2 separate regions of the Hordeum vulgare genome follow, and region 2 is linked to region 1. A link is a contact called in public Hi-C data. All regions are on one chromosome and are shown on one strand. The core of a region is the stretch at or near the end of the contact, and the rest is flanking DNA. Distances in the headings are between cores, read along the strand shown. Region 1 holds the start of LOC123443787 (cytokinin riboside 5'-monophosphate phosphoribohydrolase LOG-like). Region 2 holds the start of LOC123443791.

Region 1 (7,230 bases), core at 993-3,492:
GAGACCAAAGGACAACCTGAGGTCCCGGTTCCAGCCACAAATCGGGACTATTGGTTGTGGGCCAGGAGCGAGGCACATTGATCTCGGTTCGTGTCTGGAACCGGGACTGAAGGTGACAAACGAACCGGGACAAATGGCCCACGAAGCCCGGCCGGTGCCCAGGCCTCACGAACCGGGACCTATGCCCACATGGTTCCAGGTTCGTGAGTGAACCGGGACTAATGGGAGTTCATCAAGTGGACCAAAGCCCTCTTTTCTACTAGTGCAACGATAAAAACCCATTTGATCATACGTCTAGCTGGGACAGGACTCATCGGGGACGCACTGAATGCACGTCTTCAACATATTCAAATCTCAACCGTAACCTCGCGATAATAAAGGAACTCGCACTGAAAAATTCCGAGCACACTTAGGACATGTACAGTGGTTGATAAGATAGTTTTATCTTATTACATGTAATTTAAAGATGATAAAAAGACATGTCTACAATAGATCATCTCTTAGGCTTATCTTCAATAACTAGCTCATAGAAATATGGTGATACATATTGTATGCTAAGAAAACATTTTTTTTATCTTAAACAAGAGAAGGCAAGTCTTTTCTTATGATTCTGTTTTCTTTCACCTTATCATTTATCCTACGTGACTTTTTAAAATAAAATCATTGTACATGCCCTTACACATGACACCGTTAATTTGGATTTTGACCATTGGCTACTACTCCCTCCATACCAAAATAAATGTCTCAAGCTTAGTACAACTTTGTACTAGAGCTAGTATAAAGTTGAGACACTTATTTTGAGACGAAGGGAGTACTATACTGATAGGGATTTGGTTTGGTTTGGATGCGCAACAAGTCCCATCTTCTCGGAGGTGATACTCATATAGTTGGTTGTTCGTTGCAACTTGCGGGAAGGATCATCTACTACTCCATAGAGGAAGAGAACTAATGGGTAAACGTTTACCACCCGTGCGCCGGCGGAACGCTTCGGCCGAACGCACGCGCGTCGTTGATCTCGCGCGCTCCACCTCATCCTAAACGCCCGCGATTTCCTCCCCATCTCGAACGGCTCGCGCGCTGCGCCGCATCATCCGCGCGCCCCTGCGCCGCCGCCGTCCCTGCGCCAGTCCTTGCCCCCGTCGGCCCGCCCGAATCGCCAGTTCCCGCCACCGTCGACCGTCCGCATCGCCGGATCCAGCTTTCGCCCGTCGTCCTCGTCCTCGTCGTCTTCCCGCCATGGCCGGGGCGCACGTATACAAGTGTTTACAAAACGTCACTCAAAATTGTTGCAACGGTTGTTTAAAAAAGCTTCAACCGTTGATTAAAAAAGCTGCAATCATACATATAAAAAGCTACAAGGCAAATCATACTTTTCCTCGTGAAGTTTTTGGTTGAAGCTTTTTTTTAACGGTTGAAGCTTTTCTATACACGGTTGAAACTTTTTGAGGAGTGACCACGCGAGATGCTGCAGTCGGAGCGGCGTTTGAAACTTTTTTCATACACGGTTGAAGCTTTTTCTGTCAACGTTTGCAACTTCCCCTCGCGAAGTTTTTGGTTGAAACTTTTTTTTTAACGGTTGAAGCTTTTTCTACACACGGTTGAAACTTTTTATCCAGCGTTTGCAACACAGAGGGTGAGATGCGACCGAAACGAGGTGAAGACCGACGGCCTGCATCCATGGTGCTTTCGACGGGCGGCCAAGGCGACGACCGGCGGCGACCGACGGTGAGGGCGACCAGCGATGAGGAGGCGAGGCGGTCGGCGCGTGCTGGGGCGTCGGCGCAGGCGAGGCGGTCGGCACGTGCTGAGGCATCGGCGGAGGCGAGGCGCGTGCTGAGACGGCACCGCGTGCGAGGATAACGGGGCGGTGGGGGCTCGCGCGAGCAGATCTGACGGTCAGGGGGGCCCTGATCCGACGGCTGCTGCGCGACGGGCGCTAGCCTTCGGGCCGGCACACCGGCGCCTAGCACTGGCCGAACTAATGTCACGTTTCTTGTCTCGGTCTCTCTTACACACACAACCACCTAATTTACTCTAACAAAAATTAGTAGGACGAAATGTAAAAACTAGCACCAAAGGGTTAGAAGGACCCCAAACAAATATGAATGGAACGCAAAGCTACGAAACCTTCTTTTTTCTTCAAGAAGAAACCAAAGAAATAGAGAGAGAAAAGTAGTGTACTCTCAGGTCAGTTGTGGGGAAGACATAGCCCAACAATGTTGGACCCACCAACCAACCAACGAACACCCATCCATGCCCAAGCAGAAGCACCCTCTCTCTATAAATGGACGCCTCCCCCCACGACATCCGGCTCAACTCAAGTCACAACCTCGCCTCCCCCTCCCCCTCCCCTACCAGCAGCAGTACCTACCCGGAGCGAAGAACCACCAGCCTTCCCTAGCACCAACACCCACGGAGGCGATGGCAGTCGAGGCCACGACAGAGAAGAACACCGGCACCGGCGCGGCTGGCGGAGTAGCCCCGGAGAGCGGGGACAGGCGCTCCCGGTTCAGGCGGATCTGCGTCTACTGCGGCAGCGCCAAGGGCCGAAAGGCCAGCTACCAGGACGCCGCCGTCGAGCTCGGCAAGGAGCTGGTACGTCATCACCTTCCTCCTTCTCTCCCTGTCACGCTCACGCTCACGCGCCAAGAAGGCAGCCCCCATAGAAATCTTTTATTTTGGGTTTTAAGTTTTGCGGCAATGGAAATCTTCTTGTCCCCTCTTTTATTTCGGTCGCCCCCTCCCCCACATGTCGACCTTCTTGTTCGTGTGTGTTTGGGGATGGCACGTCACCAGCTTCTGCCTGCTGCTGCTGAGCTGTAGAACGTGAACGTCGTGGGGTGCACAGCACAGCGCACTGCATCGGCATGGATCACGCCTGCATGATCATACTACCATGTACTAGTACATGTGGCATGGCAGCTAACATAGTAGCTCGATCACGCCTCACGCACCGCACGCGCTGGACAAATGGTTGCTGCACCATTTCTGCTCTCCGAAATGGTCATGGAAGACAATAATGGCTTGCTTTCTTCCCGGAAGGAAACAATCCTTCTTGTTTTGCTTCTTCCATGTACTAGGAGTATTTCATCAAAACAATAAAATCCCACCTTTAATTCGGTTTCTTGTTTGTGTTGCAGGTGGAGAGGGGCATCGACCTGGTCTACGGAGGAGGCTCCATTGGGCTCATGGGCCTGGTCTCCCACGCAGTTCATGATGGAGGACGACATGTGATTGGGTAAGTTCATTTCATTGCCTTGCCTCCCTCCCCACCATGGCATCATAGGCAGCTCTCTCCTGCTTGTTTGCACAGCAGGTGCTCCATCCATCCATCTATCTATCTATCTTGTTTGATGAGTGGTGTTCCTGTGCGTGCGTCCATGCTTCCTGCGCCTTCTTGGTATCAAAATGGCAGCCTTTGCTTTGCTTTGATCGCCACAGGTAGTGGGAGGCATTTTGAATGCGTCTGGGTTCCATTCACAGGAGTGGAACCACCTTTTGGACTCGCTTCCGAAAGGCTCCTAGCCTGCATGCTCCAAATGGACTCCTCCTCTTTGGACGTATCTCTAATTATTGCACGGCACCCTGTAGCTAGCTGTGCAGTGCCTACACTGCAGACTGCACTACACTAGGAGCACTGGGCTTTGGTTTTGCCAGTTTCTTGCCATGGCAAAAAGCTGTGGCCTTACTGTGTTTGACTGCTTTATGCTGAAAACTGATGTATCTATCTGTTTGCTCTTCTCTTTTGTTTGGCAGGGTCATCCCCAAGTCCTTGATGCCCAGAGAGGTGATACTCCTGCCCCATTTGGTTCATGTTTCTAGTGCTTTTACTCCATTTTGCTAGGCATGCGTGCCTGCCATATCCACTTCAATTCTCTCTGCATTTACGTTCCTCACATGAATATAGTGCGCCGGTCCAACGCCAATGCGTGCTCCCTTTTAAATGTACTACTACTACTACCAAAGCTACTGCTTCGCTTGCCTTGCCTTTGGATTTCATCGGATATGCAACCTAGTAGTAGCAGTAATAACTTCGCTTGCCCTTGGAGTAGTACTAGTAGTACTTTTACAAGTAGCTGAACATAACTAGTAGCACTTTTACTAAGAGGGTGCTTGGATCCAAGAGACTAAAACTAGTCTGACTAAAACTAGTCTCCTTAAGAGGCTAAAGTTCCAAGCACCCCTGACTAAAGAGAGGCTAAAACTAGTCTTGAGGCTAAAATCTTTTAGTCAAGGGTACCCCTACTAAAATGTGCATTAGTCCTCTCTCTCCTCATTTAACTCCTTATGCAAGTTCTGGATTGGAGGGTTTGGAGGATAATAAATGCTCATTAACTTGATTTTAGTCTCTTTAGTACTTGGATCCAAGCATGGATGAGGCTAGCAAGTTTTAGTCTCACTACTTTTAGTCTATCCAAACACCCTCTAACTGTCCTTGTTATTGACCAAGGTATACGGAGAAGTAGAGCTAGTAGTCTTTTTCTTCTTTATTTATTACTGTACTAGCTACTCCGTTCTACTCCTAGTACGAGTACAGTATGTGATGAGCTCATGCAGTACGTACTGCACACAAATGTGTGTGCGGTGCTTTACATTCAAAGAACCTCCTTTCTCAGGACCTTTTTTTTTAGGTTGTTGCAGCATTTGCTAGTTTCAGTAGAGGGTTTTGAACAGATAATTTATCACCAACCCTAAATGTGCACTCATTAATAGTACTGCCTGCTTAATATTCCTGTCACTGCTTCAAATTTCAGGTCACTGGAGAGCCTGTGGGGGAAGTAAGAGCTGTCTCCGGCATGCATGAGAGGAAGGCCGAGATGGTTCGCTCTGCTGATGCTTTCATTGCCTTACCCGGTATGAGAATCTTATTATAGCTACTCCCCACATAGATCTCCTGTCAAGTGTGAATCACTGGATTCTTCAAATGCAAAATCTGAGAATCTCCATCTCTTGCACCACAGGTGGCTACGGGACTTTGGATGAGCTGCTCGAGGTCCTCACCTGGGCCCAACTTGGGATCCACAAGAAGCCGGTAACGACCAAGTCTGATTCCTTGTAGTAGCATCAAGAATGAATTCGATCGGGTCAAAAGCTTAATTATATGCCCATGATTGCGTGATAATTTAACCATCATGCGTGCTGCCTGCATGTTTCCGAATCCCTTGCTTGTCTGATCTGCAGCTATCTAGGCAATTAGTTTAGCCCAAAGTCGTTTATGCCAACATCTTGGCCTTGATTGTGGCTTGGTGGTGCTCCCAGTCCCATCCCATGTGATTGGCTGGAAGCTTTCGCCATCTAGAGGATGACAAATTATTGATCAATAGTTTAAGCAGCCTACCATCTCAGAATGTTGCATACCAACGTAATAGTTTGGGGAGCATGCGATCCGCAATCTCCATTGTTTATAGGTACCATTAGAATTTAGAATGATGTTTGAAGGATCTTGTACCAGTCGGATTTACGTTGAAAAAGGAATGTGTTGTTGGCATCTAAGGTAGACGACCGATCCACGAACCACACAAGGTGTAGAGGAGTGGACGGTTTGAATAATCTCTTCAACTAGCAACTAATGTTCTCCACTTCGATTCATCATATCTATCACTATTATTTGTGCTTGAGGGGCCCCACCAAATGTTGTATTAGTGGTCCTACGTGGAACGGATCCATGTTATATTCTTCAGAAAATACGTAGTACTCCGTATATGTTATGCTGAATCTTAATGATTAGATTCGCCTTTTACTATCCTCAATCAATACAGTAGAGTAGCAGCACACATTAGCACTAACCAGTAGGGGTTAACGACTGATCTCTTTTGGTGAATATTGACTGACCAGATTGGGCTTCTGAACGTGGATGGGTTCTACAACTTCTTCCTGTCCTTCATCGACATGGCTGTGAGTGAAGGATTCATAAAGGAGGACGCGAGGCACCTCGTCATCTCAGCTCCTACCGCCAAGGAGCTAGTTCTCAAGCTTGAGGTAGTTATCAAAGACCCAATATCGTTAAGGTTAAGAATTTGGCACGCCGTTAGTCAGTGTGTTGACATCTAGTATGAATGAATTTGCAGGAATATGTTCCAGACTACGAGATCGGGTTGGTTTGGGAGGATCAGGGCCAGATCGGCCACGGCTTCGTGCCAGAGCTGGAGCCTGGCATTGCGTCGTCATGATATGATTCATCCTGGAAGCGTTTCTGAACTAAGTAACATCTGACCGTGCAAAAGAGAGAGAGAGAGAGAGAGAGAGAGAGAGAGAGAGAGAGAGAGAGAGAGAGAGAGATGGAATGTGCTAGTCCTTGTCGGTCGTAGCTTTTGTCGCTGCCGGTGGCATGACAGTGTTAGCATTGAGTTGCAGTAGCAGTGTTAGCATTGGGTTGATGATGGCGTTCTTTTGGTCATAGCTTAGGTAGAAGTAAGTGATTGCATGTACAAATGTGTTATGTAGGAGCAGCAGCAGATGTGTGTTCCTTAATTATCAATCAATCTAGAGTGGAAAAATTGTCTCACTTTGTGTGTGTTTGCACGTGTTGGCCATGGATTTTATATTTGTACGTACAAGAAGCATGCATGCGACGGGAACATCAAATTTAATGGAGTGCAGTGCACCCAGACCATACACCATCCATCCCTGGATTACTCATTCTCAAGAAACGTTGTAGACCTCGACACCATGCAGCATGAAGCGCGTGTGGGTCATGTACAAGGATGCGCAAACAAATGATGATTCAAGTGGCAAGGGAGGAAGCAAAGTGTGGTAGAGAAAGGAGGAGGAGGATCCGCGTCGTTGGTGGAAGGGGCACATCGTGTGTGCGCTTTTGGAAAGCGCGGGCACGCACGCACGCACGCACGTCGGCGATGGGACTTGTCCCTCCCGGACCCGGGCAGAGGCACCGAGCGAGGCCGTGTGTGTGTCGGCAAGGGACAGGCAGACACCGGTGGGCCTCGCGGCGGCGACAAAGCGGCTCCCGTCCATGTCCATGTCCATGGATGGATTGCCTGCCGCACGCGCTCGCTTCTTTCTTTCTTCCTTCCTTTCTTTCTTCTCTTTCGGTTGAGACGCCGTTTTCTCCTTCTTCGTCCCCCAAACTCCAAAGGCAGGGCGAATCTGCTGCTTGCTGCTGCGGCCCATAAAAGGAGACTTGGGCTGCCTGGACTGGGTTTTAACTTCAACAGGTTCTCCTTAATCTATGGCCATGGATGTGAAAGGAATGGCTATGGATGTCTTGTTTAC
Region 2 (7,780 bases), core at 3,946-6,445, 740 kb before region 1:
TCACGGTTATGCACACACTTGGTATATTTTAATTAAGTTTACTACAAGTTTGATATGACTGGGTGTTAAACAAAGTTTCCAAGTTCCACATAACCGCGCGCATGGCTCTCAGAAATATTTAACCCTGCAGGGGTGCTCCAACTAGTCCATCACAAACTACAACAAGCTACATGGAATAAACTCAACCACGGAAACTCGTAGTCTCCTCGAAAATTCCGAGGGAAAGCCTCAACCTCGAGATAGCCCAAAGTATCCTCGAAATACCGCGCATAAGACGTTCGAGAAAGGTAAAACAAATCCAGCAAGGCCACCCGGTGAGCCAGATCCACATGTGGAGTCGCGCGCTCTCTATCTACACGCGTCATCCGTCTATGCAAAGTGGACGATAGCCAGAAAATGCCTCGAGTTGCCCCAAGGTGGCGCCGCCGACTTCTAGGTAGGCGGACCGACACTCATGAGGAGCACTGGCCCCTCGGAGTTGATTAATTATCCATGGGGGCCGTCAGGTCCCTATGCAAATCTATTAGTTAATAGGCAAATGTAGTACCAATGTTGGGCCTTGCCAGAAGAGTTTTATCCCAAAACGAAAATCAAGAGGGTCCCTGTAATAACCCCAAGCATGTTAGGGGCGCTCAATATGGAACATAACAATGGTACACAAGTAACTAGGGCGGCAAAGGTGGAACAAAATACCGAGCTAGAAGGCCAAGCCTTCCACCTCTTACCAAGTATATAGGTGCATTAAATTAAATAGATTAATATGGTGATATACAAAAGAATATCCATGTTGACACATGGAAGCAACTGCACCTGCAACTAACAACGCTACAAGAAGGATTGAGCATGCGGTAACATGGCCAAACAAAGGTTTGCTGGGATGTAGAGGGGGTTAGAGGCTTTTCATGGCAATAATGGGGGGCTTGACATAACAGGTGGTAGGCAGTGTGACATAGCGATAGAAATGAGACAACTAGCACAACAATACAGTAGTGGTATCTAGGGAAATGACCATATTGCGTGTGATCCCGCTTGGAAGAAGAGCGAATCCATGAAGTAGGCGAACTGGTGTAGTCGAACGAATCCTCACACTCCGAAGCGGTTCGGAACTCTATCAAGAGGAAGCAATCCAAAAATAACAATCAAAACACAACAAACACCACAACATATGCAGTACATGATGCACAAAAACATACGATGCATGTCCGATTTAATATGCGGGGCATGACAATCTCAGCAATCAAATACTACACATTAAGTGAAGCTCAATATGCAACAAATTGCATATTGACAAAACTCCACACTTGAATTACTTAGTTCACTCCCGTTTAGGTACACGAAAATGTTAAATATTGTTAACCATGGCAAGAGGTGAAGCATAAATAAGTATACAATCTACGCATTTTAAACGAGGTCAGAAAAAACATATAACAATTTTGAAATAACCCCATATGTTAATTTCAAAAATGGTCCAGATCTGAACTAAACATGTCTTATATTTGTTAAAGAGCAAAATAAAGTGGAACATGTGATTCTACACGTCATTCTAGTCGATTTACATATATAGATCATCTAAAATGGGGTTACGGTCTAAAAGATATGACCCTCACAAGATAATATGTCATGAATGCAAAATGTATGCACTAACAACTACGAGCATGTTAAATAATGGATGGAGCAAGATATTATGAAACTAAATGAAATTCTAGGCAAGTTTAAATGAGGCCGGAACAACAAATAACAATTCCGGAAAATCCCCATATGTAATTTTCGAATTTGCTATGGTTCTGCCCTATTCACAATTTTAGAGTTGTTAAATAGCAAAACAAATATCACCATGTTATTCTACATATTTTTCAAGTCGAGTTACATATGTGGATCATTTTAATCGGAGCTACTGTTAAGTAGTTATGAAATAAATTATTTTAATATGACATTTATGCAAATTACATGAACAACAAGTTAAATAATTTTAACATGGTTGAAAGTTGGATATTATGAAACTACACAAAATTCTAAGCATTTTACACGTATAAAGTTTTAAAATCCGATGCACGGTTATTTAATTATTGCCATTTTAAACTCATGCATTTTTTGTAATTATTAAATGTCCTAATAAAATGGATAGATTCGCATGCAAGAATAGGTATCTCAAACTTGCTCCTTTTTCAGGCCAGAATTCCAGCTGCCGGGATTCTCCCTCTTCATGTAAACCTTGCAAAATAAGAGAGAAAATGCATAAGTATTGTACCGTGAAGTGTAATAACAACCCATAAAGCGATAAATATCAACATGAAAGCATAATGCAAAATGGACGTATCAATCACCACTACCCCTCGGTTTGGGTCATTGATCACTAGTTCCATCCCCGTGTTGTTCCTCTCGCGAGGGATGTTGCTGCTAATAGTAAGGGCATCATTCAGGTTACGCCATGTCGGTAGCTCCTCAACACTCTCAGTGCTCATTGGTCCATTAGGTATCATTGGACTAGTCACGTCTTCATCAATCTCTTCTCCCTTGTCAAAGCCAACCTCCTCGGATGACCTCTTGCATGGTGGTAAGCGCTTACATGGAGGTGGGCCGCCCCGACCAGCACCAAATATGTGTTGCCCCTAGATCAGCCCCCTCGAGGAGTGCGTCCTCCAAGTTGCTGATGTTACAAAACCGATTCCTTGCGTTGGGCCAACATCCAACTTCCAAACCACTGTTGTTTTGGTTCCCAAACACCATCGTCACACTCTTCATGATTGTGCCCCATGAGTCCACATACCTGGAAAAAGTAAGGCATCTTCTCATATTTGAGTGGGAGAAAACGACACCCCTCACCCATGGCATTTAGTGGCGTGACTGTTATAAGGGGCTTATGCATTTAGTGGCGTGACTGTATAACTTTGGAGCGGGTAGAATCTCCTTCACTGTGCCTATTCGGCCAGCAAGTTGATCCACAACCTCCACCTTGCGGTATAGATAAAAAATACTATGGATTTGAGCCCAGATGTATAGACCATCAAAGATTACCCAAGATGGGTCTGTCTTGCCATTGTAGTCCTCGATCAGAAGACCCATCCCCTTGAACATCCATGGGCCGCCATGAACGACCTTCTTCCAATCGCCCAAACAAAACATGTGAAACACAAACAAGTTATCTCCCGCCTCTCTGAACTTCGGCACATGCGCTAGCCCCCAGACCGGTTTTAGAGTCTCGAACATTGCAGTGGAACTAAAATGACGTGTCGTGTGCAGTTTTTAGATCGCCATCCATCGTGCCTCTCCCTCAAACTTCTTCACCTCTTCTTCCCCTAAAACCACGCCATCCACCTCCTCATCCTTCAGATCGAGGTGCTGTAGCATCTCCTCTAGATTCATACCGGTCCAGCCGGCCATCGATGAGGACCCTTCCGAAGCCACCATCTAGGGTTAGGGCTAGTCGACCGTCAAGTGGAGAAACCAACCAAAAACGATCTCACACCCACGACATGAGACGAGGATGATGTGTGCTAGCAGGAGAAGGATCGGCTGCGAGGTAAACTCACAACGGAGATGGAATAGCCGTCGGAGGACGAGGAAAAGTACTCATATTTGACTAGGAGTAAACGACACCCCTCACCCATGGCATTCAGTGGTGTGACTGTGGTAAGGGGCTTATGCACCAAAACTCACGCCCGGACTCTCACGTAGTCACCCCCATAGTATAACTTTGGAGCGGGTAGAATCTCCTTCACTGTGCCTATTCGGACAACAAGTTGATCCACAACCTCCGCCTTGCGGTATAGATAAAAAAATACTATGGATTTGAGCCCAGATGTACAGACCATCAAAGATCACCCAAGATGGGCCTGTCTTTCCATTGTAGTCCTCGATCAGAAGACCCATCCCCTTGAACATCCATGGGCCGCCATGAACGACCTTCTTCCAATCGCCCAAGCAAAACATGTGAAACACAAACAAGTTATCTCCCGCCTCTCTGAACTTTGGCACATGCGCTAGCCCCCAGACCGGTTTTAGAGTCTCGAGCATTGCAGTGGAACTAAAAGGACGTGCCGTGTGCAGCTTTTAGATCGCCATCCATCGTGCCTCTCCCTCAAACTTCTTCACCTCTTCTTCCCCTAAAACCACGTCATCTAGCTCGTCATCCTTCAGATCGAGGTGATGTAGCATCTCGTCTAGATTCTTACCGATCCAGCCGGCCATCGACGAGGACCCTTCCGAAGCCACCATCTAGGGTTAGGGCTAGTCGATCATCAAGTGGAGAAACCAACCAAAAACAATCTCACACCCACGGCAGGAGACCAGGATGATATGCGCTAGCAGGAGAAGGATCGGCTGCGAGGTAAACTCACAACGAAGATGGAATAGCTGTCGAAGGACGAGAAACCCTAAACAAGAGGGTAGTGCATAGGCATTCTACTTTTTTTTGTGACACGTCACTCTACTCTCTCCCTGATAATAAAGCACCGATGGCTTTTGTCGTTCGTCATGGCTTTTTTGCAGAAAGGCCCCTATAGTTTTCTTTAATTAACTTGCAGTCCGTTTATAAGTGAGACCGAACCGTTTTTTTCACATTTTACACAAGACCCCCTTACTTTCATGCTAAATAACCCGCGGTCCAAATTGTAGTCAGAGTGAATCGTTTTTTCAAAATTTTACGTAAACCCCTCACATATGTGTTAATAACCCCGAAGTATATTCAGAATAAATATGTATTTTCAAATAACAATATCTTTTAAACCGTAAATTCAATTTAAACATGTTATATTAAAAATGTGTAGAGTTTGAATATTTTGTTATTTTACATGTTAAATATTTTTAAAATACTATATAGGATACAATGCTAATAAATATTTGTATTTATTTTGTATCTGTTATCTGTATTGTAACATGTAAACTTAACCATAAATATTTGCAAAATGTTATAATCTTTGGACATGATGTACTTGCATTAGTTTTTTTTTTACATATTTTATAATTTAAGACTTCACGTGCGTGTCTTTTTTTGTAATATCCATGCGTTCCTTAGCAATGGATTATACTTTTTTTTATTGTTTATTTTTCTTCTGTTGAAACGCACGGGCATTTATGTATTAATCAAAACAAGCAGACCGGACGGGAGGATAGAACGTGGGCTGGGCTGGGATGGACGAACGTTCCGAGGCCCAGCTCGTAACACTGTTTGCCGTCGAGAAGCAGGCAAAATCGTCAATCCTGGGCGCTGTCTGTCATCTTCCTCTCCGGCATTTCTCTCAAAATAATAAAATAAAAACTTCGTTTCCGGCGAGCAAGAAGGGGCAGGATGGGCTACGTATGGCGGGTTCGGCTCTCGTCGTTCGCGGCCGGTGCGGCGACGGCGTCAGCGGTGGGCTTCTTGCTCCTTTACAAAGACCACCTCCTGGCCCGCGCCGCCATCGCCCGACAGGTGATCCCCCGCCCCCGCACCCACACCGCCGTTTAGCCGGCTCCTTTTTCGTTAACATCGACTGATATAGTTCATTAACGTAATTTCTTTTGCGCAAATTGGTAAAGCATCCTCCGATTTGATGTAGCCATTTCTTTACGGTTAGATATAGAAAAACTTGTCGACTCCCTATAATCTCTGATGTATCGTGATCTTGTGTGGATGAGATGTTGCTGGTTGATTAAGTAATCATCTGGTGTTAGATTCTTTCGCTTCGTTGTATCAGAACTCCATTTCCTAATTGAAAGTACTGAACGAATAACAGTCTCATGGAGGTAGATGCGGATCGCGAATGATTTGTTATGGCCGTGGAAAAATACCCTTAACAAAACTGCTGTGATTGTTATGGAAAGGATGGTGTAGTTTAACTCCATTCTTGCTTGTGATTTACCTATTCAGACGAGATAATCAACATTGATTTATCTTCTTTGCATTTTCATGCAGTTTGTCACTTCTCAGCTAGGGATTTCTATGTACTGATGACTTTGCATATACTTCCTCCTTTCAAAAATATAAGACATTCTAACTTTTTTCAATCCGTATGTAGTCCATATTGAAATATTCAAAACATTTTATATTTGTGAACAGAGGGAGTATTTGTCACATATTTGTAAGGTAATCTCCAAAGATAAGAAGAGTGAGTTGTAGACTTCAGTCTGTCCATGTCATATAGTATCGTGTATAAAATAACTCGTACAATAGGGTGTGTCTGAAGCTGATTGTATACAAAGAGTTTACACTAAATGTGATTGCGTGAAAAGACAATAAGGTCGACTCTTAAGATGTTAGAGCAACTTCAATGGGGCGACCCATTTCGTCCGCCGCCATCAGTTTGGGTCGGCGCGGACAAAAATGATGACCCAACACGCCGACCCATTGCCAAAACGCGTCCACGCCGACCCATTTCCGGCCCAAATTTGGGACTGAAATGCGTCGGTGCGGACACGCGCGCGCCCCCTCGGTGTCCGCCCCCAACCATCGCGGTCAACATTATTTATGACGGGCGCCATCCTCGGGCCCACGCGTCAGCGACCGCGGCCGGCCTTTTTTAATCCGAGCATGCGGTGGGTTCCGCCATCTGCTTTCAGAACCCCGCCCGTCCACATCCAACTACCTCCTCGGCGACCAAAACCCTAGCACACCATGGCCAGCGGCTTCCCAAACAAGGGCAAGGCCCCGCTCTACCCCCGCGCCATCTCCCCGCCGCCTTCTTCCCACCAGCCTCGCCAGCGCGTGAGCGTCCCGGTGCACCAAACGCGGTGGCACTGGGAGCACCGCGTGCCGCTCCCTTACCTCGATGTCACGCTGCCGCAGGGCTGGCATCTGGATCCGGAGAGGATTCCGGTGCCGGCCGTGCCGCGGTCGGCGCGGGTGCATGCGGAGGAGGTGAGCCGCCGTCGGGGTCTGCTGACGACGGAGCAGCGGCAAGACCGTACGTACGCGGCCGACTCCCCTAACTGGGAGGTGTGGTTCGCGGTGGAGCACGAGGAGCAGCCCCGTCGTGGCGTGCGAAGTGCAGCCAGGAGGCCCTCCGCCGCCCCCGCCTGTCGTCAGCGACGAGGACCAGGAGGCTGAGGCCGCCTACCAGGCGGCGCTCGCAGCTGTCCTCCGTGACAGCGAGGAGGAAGCGCGGCGCAGGGCCGACGAGGAGGAGGCGTACCAGCAGCAGCTCGCGGAGGCCATCGCGCTGTCGGCCACCGGCGACTGCGTAGTGCCACCTCCGCCGAAGCCCGAGCCCACAGAGCCGCGGGAGGTCTACCAGTGGACCGGCGTCATCCACGAGTTCTTCACGGCGCCGCCCATCTGGCTGTGCGCGACATCGCAGCAGGAGCAAGCCTACCTCGAGCACTGGAGGGCGCAACACCTGCTGGCGTTGCGCGCCGAAGGCCTTCGGCTCATGGAGGTGGAGAAGGAGGCGGAGGAGGAGGAGCGTGCCCGTGCTGCTGCGCTGCCACCGCCACCAGCACAGCCCGCGCTGGCGGGACAGACGACGGAGGCACAGGCAGCTGCGCTCTGGAACACGGCGTTCCCCTAGGCCGGCCCTGCGCCTACGCTGGTCGACCTCACCGGCCCCGATGCCGCCGCCTAGGGCTGGCCTCGTAGTTTTAGTTTTTTTAGGTTTAATTAATGTAATGCGGACGCGTGGACTCTCGCCGGCCTTCGTGGCTGGCTTTTAATGTTTAATTATGTATTTATGTATTTTTTTTTGCACGCCGGTAAAAATGGGTCCGGCCAGCGTTGGGCGCATGCGCCGACCCATTTGCGGAAGCGGACGTTCATGTCCGCCTGTCCGACCCAAACGGACCAAAAGCGGACAAAATCGCCGTCTGT

The links. Hi-C and Micro-C count contacts between places; a contact is called where the count stands out from the background.
Region 2: a contact with region 1 is called in a Hi-C map of leaf, with 7 times the contacts expected there. The contact joins the promoter of LOC123443791 here to the promoter of LOC123443787 in region 1. A contact is called at or near these places in 2 of 6 Hi-C or Micro-C datasets (leaf and seedling).

What each region holds. Positions count from the first base shown.
Region 1 is chr3H:337,592,517-337,599,746 of MorexV3_pseudomolecules_assembly, reverse strand. LOC123443787 (cytokinin riboside 5'-monophosphate phosphoribohydrolase LOG-like) reads left to right here and starts at 2,242. Exons shown (of 7, transcript XM_045120318.1): 1 at 2,242-2,595; 2 at 3,141-3,238; 3 at 3,757-3,787; 4 at 4,755-4,854; 5 at 4,962-5,032; 6 at 5,836-5,979; 7 at 6,069-6,505. The coding sequence starts at 2,254. The coding sequence ends at 6,170.
Region 2 is chr3H:338,330,204-338,337,983 of MorexV3_pseudomolecules_assembly, reverse strand. It overlaps LOC123443791, which reads left to right and starts at 5,195. Exons shown (of 2, transcript XM_045120321.1): 1 at 5,195-5,410. The coding sequence starts at 5,288.